2 separate regions of the Macaca mulatta genome follow, and region 2 is linked to region 1. The links are chromatin contacts, called in public Hi-C maps. All regions are on one chromosome and are shown on one strand. Each heading gives the region's core, a stretch centred on a gene start, on an enhancer-like site or on the middle of the called end of the contact. The rest is flanking DNA. Distances are from core to core; before and after follow the strand shown.

What was found. Hi-C and Micro-C count contacts between places; a contact is called where the count stands out from the background.
Region 2: a Hi-C map of blood shows a contact between it and region 1, with 7 times the contacts expected there. The contact joins two enhancer-like sites. A contact is called at or near these places in 8 of 14 Hi-C or Micro-C datasets (blood, cortical neurons, fetal cortex germinal zone and 4 more).

The regions. Positions count from the first base shown.
Region 1 is chr12:63,726,365-63,730,587 of T2T-MMU8v2.0, reverse strand. No RefSeq gene overlaps it. Among named protein-coding and RNA genes, the nearest start is that of TANC1, 63 kb to the left of the region's middle. Within about 2 kb of position 2,952, at least 3 of the 40 cell types and tissues checked have an H3K27ac peak or open chromatin away from gene starts, as enhancers often do.
Region 2 is chr12:63,941,371-63,945,207 of T2T-MMU8v2.0, reverse strand. The region is part of intron 3 of TANC1 (tetratricopeptide repeat, ankyrin repeat and coiled-coil containing 1); the gene reads right to left. Among named protein-coding and RNA genes, the nearest start is that of TANC1, 150 kb to the right of the region's middle. Within about 2 kb of position 2,482, at least 3 of the 40 cell types and tissues checked have an H3K27ac peak or open chromatin away from gene starts, as enhancers often do.

The sequences.
Region 1 (4,223 bases), core at 1,703-4,202:
TTCCCCTCTTGTTTGTCAGGGCTTTTTATGTTAACCAGAATATACAAATAACAGAGTTTCACATGTCCTTCTGACGAGCAGTATCTTCTTTCAGAGTAGCTCTTCTCGCTTGAGATCTTGACTAGATTAGTTCTTTCTTCTTCGGTTTCTAGTACAAGCAAGAAGATAATTCTCTGTCTCATGTTCTCCGTGTTTATATTACTATTCCAGTCCTTAGCACACATTTAGAGATGCTGCTAATATATGCATGTAATTCTGCAGTTTAGGAGGGTTCTGCAGGTAATTCACGGGGGAGTTAGGAATAGAACCTTTGAGGCTCTTTGCCCTACACCTGCCTCAAATGGCACAGGAAATTAAAAGAAAATCCCTGGGGTCTTTTGACAACTCTAGGTCTTTTCTGACTCAACTCCAGTCCATTAGCAAATCTTCCAGTTATCCGTCCAAAATATGCCTCCAGTGGCCTGTTTTTCCCCATCTTTTACCCCTACTACCCTGGGACTGGCTCTCAGGAAAGATGTCCGACCATCCGACCAAGACCACTGAAACAGCTTCAAGACCATTCCTGCTTTTGCTGCTCCAGTCCTTTTGCCACACAGCAACCAGAGTGACTTTCCAACACAGTAGTTTGACCATGTTTCCCTCCTTTTTATTATTACAATTTTTTTTTTTTTTTTTTAAGGGACGAGGTCCCACTATTTTGCCCAGGCTGAACCTTAACACATGAGGCTCAAGCAATCCTCTTGCCTCAGCTTCCTGAGTAGCTGAGACTACACCACTGAGCTCAGCATATTATAATTTTTATTTTTATTTTTGGAATGGAGACTCGCTGTGTCACCCAGGCTGGAGTGCAGTGACATGATCTCGACTCACTGCAACCTCCGCCTCCTGGGTTCAAGCAATTCTCCTGCCTCAGCCTCCTGAGTAGCTAGCTGGGACTACAGACATGTGCCACCACAATGGATAATTTTTATATTTTTGGTAGAGATGGGGTTTCACCATGTTGGCCAGGCTGGTCTTGAACTCCTGACCTCAGGTGATCCGCTGTCCTTGGCCTCCCATAGTGCTGGCATTACAGGTGTGATCCACCGCACCCAGCTCATATTATAATTTTTTCAAAGTCACTTTGTTGAGGTACAATTTATATACAGTAAAATTCACCCTTTGAAGGAGTACAACGCTATAATATTTAACAAACGGCACATCATTGTGTGTGAGTCCCTGTATAGGCAAACCTTTCTCTACCCACATGGATCTACTTTTGTCCCTATAGTATTATCCTATTCACAATGTCACATAAATGGAATCGCATACTATGTAGTCTGTTTTTTTCACTTAGCAGAATGCATTTGAAATTCATCATGTTGTTGCCGGTATCGGTAGTTCATTCCTCTTTATTGCTAAGTAGTATTCCAGCAATAAACTGTTTATTTACCCAAGTCATCAGTTTTTGGCAACCATGATTAAAGCTGCTATAAGCATCCAAGCTTACTTGTTTGTTGGGGGTGGAGTTGACATATGTGTTCATTTCTCTTGGCTAACTACATAGGCCTGGGATTGCTGGGTGATATGGTAAATGGATGTTAAACTTTATAATAAACTGTTTCTGTTGCCAAAGTGGCTGTACCATTTGCATTCCTACCAGCAATGGACCAATTCCAGTTGCCCTGCATCCTCTTGAGCACTTGGTACTATCAGGTTTTTAAATTTGAGCCATTCTAATTTTAATTTGCAGTTTCCCAGCGACTAATGATGTTGAGAATCTTTTCATGTGCTTATTTGTTGTTCATATCTTTTCTTTGGCGAAGTATGCAATGTTTTCCTTTTTTTTTTTTTTTTTGAGACAGGGTCTTGCTCTGTTGCCCAGGCTTGAGTGCAGTGGTGTGATCCTGGCTCACTAGCCTCAACCTCCTGGGCTCAAGAGATCCTCCCACCTCAGCCTCTCGACTATCTAGGACTACAGGCACGGGCCACAAGCCCAGTTCAGATGACTGTTTCTTAAACCATGGAACCATGGCCTTTCTGAACTCCTATGTCAACTTCCTCTGTTTATTTCAACTCCACTCAAGGGGCTTGTGCAGATTCTATTTATATATATTACAAACTGGTGTGTGTGTGGTGTGGAGTGTGTATAGGGGGAGGGGTGGGTATGGAAGCCTCCAAATCAGGAGCTCTTCATAATTCAGGATCTACCTGCCAAGAAAGGAACACAAAGAGGGCTGTAAGAAGCTGTGGAGCCCTGCAAAGCCCTCTGCTTTTTGTGATATTCTTAACCCCTCTCCAAACCTTCCTGTTTCTGTTTGCCTTCTATTTGTTTTATAGCAGATATCTCATGCGTATATCTGTGCCTTTTATTTCTCATCTTTAGCTAACTAAAGAGAGTTTTTCTGATCTGTGCTTCAGTCTCACTAGCAATTTATGGAGTTTGCTCTTCATAAGTTTTTCTTTTGATCATTGTTCACCCTCAGTTAATTTGCTCAAGTGAAGAGCAAAATCTCAGGAGGAGATTAGCAAGGAGAAAGGCAGCATTTAGTTCTATCTAATGAAGTGTTTCTGAATTTGATCATTCACTTCTCACTCAAGGGGAAATTTAGGGTGCAGTAGTAACCTCTTTGATATTTAACAATCTCATTATTTCTCAGTTATTTATGTCTTAAAGGGCTACACTGACTTTAAGTACTGATTATTCTTTTAAACCCTATTTATATACTAAAAACAGAAGTTGGAGGTAAAAAACAACCACTAATCAGACTGCCTTCTGGTCAGTTCTAAATGTAACTTGCATCTTACCTTTAGCATTAAAGAGACCTTTTCATTTTGGCTTTTATAATGTACACACATGTATTGCAGTATCCTGTGAGTTGCTCATTTTTTTTTGTTTTTGTTTTTGTTTTTTTTTAGGAAGAGGTGACTGCGAAAGTGAAGCCAGGGGACTCTGCTGGGGCACATGCCACTGGTTCACCTCTCCTGCACAAGTTATTTTTAGAACTGCTGCAAATACAGACTGTCATATTTTTCTTTCCACATTGTTTATTTAAAGAGACATGGAAACCATCATGAAGAAGATTCATATGCCCCAAATGTCAACCTTGCATGTCTGCTTTGTTTTAGTTAATGAAGTTGTGATTTTGGAGGCATCTCTTCCCCCAGTCCTCACCTCTGCCCTGGGAAAATGGCAGGCCCTGAAATTTATAGGAATTCTGACCTAAGGGGCCAGGAAGTGCATGGGACTGGAGAAGGTGGGTAGCAAGGAGTATGGCCTGTGATGGAGAGCTTTTCCTGGAAGAGAAAATATTACCTGGAGCTCTGGTTTCCACTGCACTGTTTTTAAACACTTCAAGATTTGTTACTCCTCTTGAAATGGCCCCAGGCATGTGGAAGGCAACAGACTTCATTTAAGTCACTTTCCCTTCCCTTAACCTGCCATTTTAACTAGAAAAAAAAAAAAAAAATCTTGAAGAGATTAGAGAATTTCCAGTTAAAAATTGCAGATAAGCTGCACATTCTTAGTCCAAACAAAGTTTTCAGAAAAAAATGATCACTTTTAGGTTGATATTTACTGTAAAAAATTTTATTTCAAAAGATCAATTTTTGTCAGTTCTATGAAACTAACAGGGACAAGGCTGAAAGCTGAAAGAAGCCTTAGAGTTAGTCATGAAAGCTCTGGATTAAAAACCATTTTTTAAATGGTCTCATTGAGAAATTTTTCAAATAAGAGTCACCCTTGAATGAATGAATGCATGCTGTATCAGATTACCCAGAGACAAAGAAGAGCAGCCATTCTAGCAGAACAAATGCAGCCTGCTTTGTTTGGGGGACAAATCATTCTTGCAGCCAGTTTGGAAATGTCACTTTTAAGTCAATGAGAGTTGTGTTCAAATAAGAGGGGGCTGCAAGACCCTATTATATTCACTAGGACGTGATGTTTTGCCTCTGAATGGTTTCTACAGTGCATGAAAATTTTTTTCTTTTAGGTGGTGGGGGGAGGTCTTTTTAATGTCTTAAACTGTTTTCAGGTTTCACAAAGTGCTTCAGTTTTTACATTTAAAGGGCAAATATCATGATCACAGTGGAACACCAGTCATTCAGCTACAGAAGTTCTGACTTATTGAACAAGTCTTCTGAACTCTTGACTTGGTGAAAACAGATGACTGGGAAAACAGATTCATTGGTTGGCATGGCGGAACTTGTATTCTGGAAGTGATCCAGAGCTTACAGCAGTCCAA
Region 2 (3,837 bases), core at 1,233-3,732, 220 kb before region 1:
GTGTGCCTGTTTAGTCCCAACTACTTGGGAGGCTGAGGTAGGAGGATCGCTTGAGCTTGGGAGGTTGAGGCTGCAGTGAGTGATGATCCATCGTGCCACCACACTCTATCCTGAAATACATAGTTGTTAGCTTTAAGTGAAATTCATTCTAAAAATAATTAAAAATTTTTAAACACAAGATTGACACATTGAATTTTAAGGCTTGTGGGAAGCCATATTTAAAATTTTTAACCATAATGCACTGAATAGCAATGCAAAATTCATATCATTTGTGCATAAAATGCTTCTCTCCACATCAAAAGGCTCAAAACAGTCCCTCTACCATGTAAAGTCCATCTCTCCCTTTCAGAATACTCAATGGAAGTTCAAGATTCTCTTTAAAACAACAACAACAACAACAACAACAACAAAAAACAACTCCCTCAAGTCCAAGTCCACCACCGTCTACTCCCTATCGCACAGTGCCTGCCCTGCTGGTAAGGACTGCCATCTCATTTCTGTTACCCTCTGAATTCTAGAACCTTACACGTGCTACCACAGTCCTCTTTTCCCCACAGCACATACACTGTTGTCACCCATGTCCTTGTCTGTGTCCTCCAGCAGACTCAACTCCTGGGTGTCTCTGGCACCTGAGGCATCTGTACAAGATGCTATCTCTGAAGTCAGGAGTAGCCCACAATCCTGTCACACATGGTCAGAGGGCTGGCATGTCAGACCACACACAAGTGGCCTCTAACAATCCCACAATAGGCTGCACCTGAGACTGAAAGCAAGGGCAGTATGAAGGTTGGGCCTGTGAGTAAGAGGCACTGTCCTCCTCTGACCTCGTTGGTGATGAGCTCACACTGGCAAGCACATGCTTTCCATTATCTGAAACACCTCTTCCCTCTTGCAAACATCAAGTGCAGCAGCAAAGCCATATTTGGGGGCTCAGCCATTATCTGTTTAGAGTCTAAAAAGGACAAATTGCACTCACAGATTACATAGGTAACCAGTGACATCACTGAGAGGGGCCAGATGAGTCATGGCCACAGCTCACCTCATAAGAGTGCCTGCTGCCATCCCCTGCAGCAACCCAGGCCATCGTGACCTCTCAGCTGCCGTGTCTGACTTCCCATCAGTGTTCAGCATTCAGGACACAACAGAGAACAGGGTTTCCACATTAAACACACTACAGCTCAGGATGATGTCGAATTTTTATTGGTTAAAGCAACTACAGTTATTGCTTACCTTACTCTAAAACAGGTGATCAAGATTTTACATTAAAGTTAGAATTCCTGAATATACGATGATTTATTACAACAGAGTAGCTGCTTCTTGATTTTTTTTTTAAACCAACTGAAACTGATCTCCATGTTAGCACCTGCTAACAGTTGATCAGGTCAACCACAGGTCATATTAAATCATCTTCCCAACTCCCCCACCACCACTGGTTCTGAAGAGTGGGTGTGAACAATGGGTTAAACAATCCAGGATGCAGACAGCTGTTAATCATAACTGGCTCCACATTCCCACACATTACAGTGGACTTCAGTAGACTTCCTGGCTACTTCCTACATAAGCTCAAAGCTTTCACACATGCGTACAAAAACATCTGCAGACATTTGGGGGCAAAGAATAATGAATATTAAAATAACTCCTCAATCTGCCGATACCAAAGAAAAATACGACAGAGGTTTGGGGTTCTAACCTATTCTACTTCTACACCTCAGCTATTGAACAATTTTGAACAATCAGAGACAAAAAGGCTTACCAGAAAATACATGGTTAACAGTATGTCAAACAAAGTAACTACAGAGACTTTTTACTTTAAAGTGTTTGCTGTATGTGTGCCAGGTCATGTACAAAGGCGAAGTGAGAAGGTAGCTTCTCTTTTTCTTTAAGAGTTTAAAGTATTTCTTCTTTTCTAAAGTACTTTAGCTACCAGAACAGCATGCAGACAGGGTAAGAATCACAGAGCCTGGCAGAAAATGTTCCTAGAATACACCGTTCATTCAGCATCAACCACAAGGTGGCGCTGCTTCAATGCTGATTCAGATGCACAGCCCTGCTGGAGACGTTTCTCCACCATCAAGGCTACATTTGCTTGTGTCCTTTCCGGGCTGGCCAGAAATGCTTTCTCCTTAAGGTTTCAGGTAATACACATATGGCTAACAGTCTATATTGAGAAAGTAAACCACTGAGGCACAGTAACTCCCTACCCCCATCTTAGGACAGACTCTGACTGCGCCTGAGAGGACTGATCTCAGCCTCACCTAGTTTACAAGGCAACGAAGTGGGGCAGAAAGGCTTGCATATTCCTGAATCACACCCAAGTACAACACTGGGAGTTCATCTTCCTGGGAATCCATACTGATAGAAATAAATGGGAAACAAGACAAATCCCCTATGCAGAAAAATTCCAAACAATTTACATAGATCCTCCACTCTCATGGTGGTGGTGTACACCACCATGCCCCTTAAGCGTGGGCTGCACACAGCGACTTCCTGCCTTCTGGAGAGTACAGCACACTCCACATACAGCATCTATGCATGCATACAAATGTGTTCATGTTAATATATGGCAGGAGGAGGGAAGGAAAACGAGTAACTTCACCTTGGAGTAACCTGGCACCCACTACCTTGGCCAGGTGATCAAAATCAACATGGGGATAAGCCAGGAAGCTACTGTGTACATCAAAAGATGGGAGCAGACGGCACTTCACTTCTGTGGTTTCTGTCCCAAAACCCGTAACTACAGCTAATCATGAGAAAAACACTAGTACAGAAAAACTCCAGTAGAAAAAAACTCCAATAGAGGGGCAACCTGCAAAATACCAGCCCAGTACTCCCCAAAACTGCCAACGTCATCAAAACAAGGAGAGTCTGAGCAACCGCCACAGCCAATAAGAGTCTAAGAAGACATGACAACTAAATGCAATATGGTGTCCTCTGGGATACCGGCACAGAAAAAAGACATTGGGTATAAGCTTTAAAAAAAAAAAGAAAGAAAGAAAGAAAAAGGAATAGGCCAGGCGCGGTGGCTCATGCCTATAATCCCAGCACTTTGGGAGGCCGAGGCGGGTGGATCACGAGGTCAGGAGATTGAGACCATCCTGGCTAACACGGTGAAACCCCGTCTCTACTAAAAATACAAAAAAATTAGCCGGGCATGGTGGCGGGCGCCTGGAGTCCCAGCAACTCGGGAGGCTGAGGCAGGAGAATGGCGGGAACCCGGGAGGTGGAGCCTGCGGTGAGCCGAGATTGCACCACTGCACTCCAGCCTGGGCAACAGAGCAAGACTCTGTCTCAAAAAAAAAAAAAAGAAAAGAAAAAAACAGGAATACAGTACAGACTTTAGTAGGTGTCAATATCAGTTCATTAACTGTGACAAGTGTGTCATACTAATGTTCTACGTTAATAACGGGAGACTTGGTATGGAGTGCATGGGAACTCTGCATTATTCTTTGCAACTTCTCTATAATTCTAATGCTATTCTGAATTTAAAAATAGAAGTTCACCCAAGCTTTAATGGTAACTAAGAGGTCTCGTCACATACAGGAGAGTCCTTTTACTTTCTATGTTGTATTTAGGTTGTGTTCCTGACAGTCCTTGGACCCTCGGCGTAGAGGAAGGTAAAGCAGCAAACACTGCTTCACTGAAGGTCATGTGAAGGATACGGTGGAAAGGCAGAGTGTGAGGGCTTCTGTGCCATCTGCACCTTTAGAGAGTGATCTGATCTAAGGCCACTATTCCGGGTGGCAATGAAGTAAAGTGAAAATGACTCAGGTTTGGAATTAGACTGAGGTTCAAATCCCAGCTGGTTATCAAGGCGTGGTCTAACCTTCAGCAAAGTAT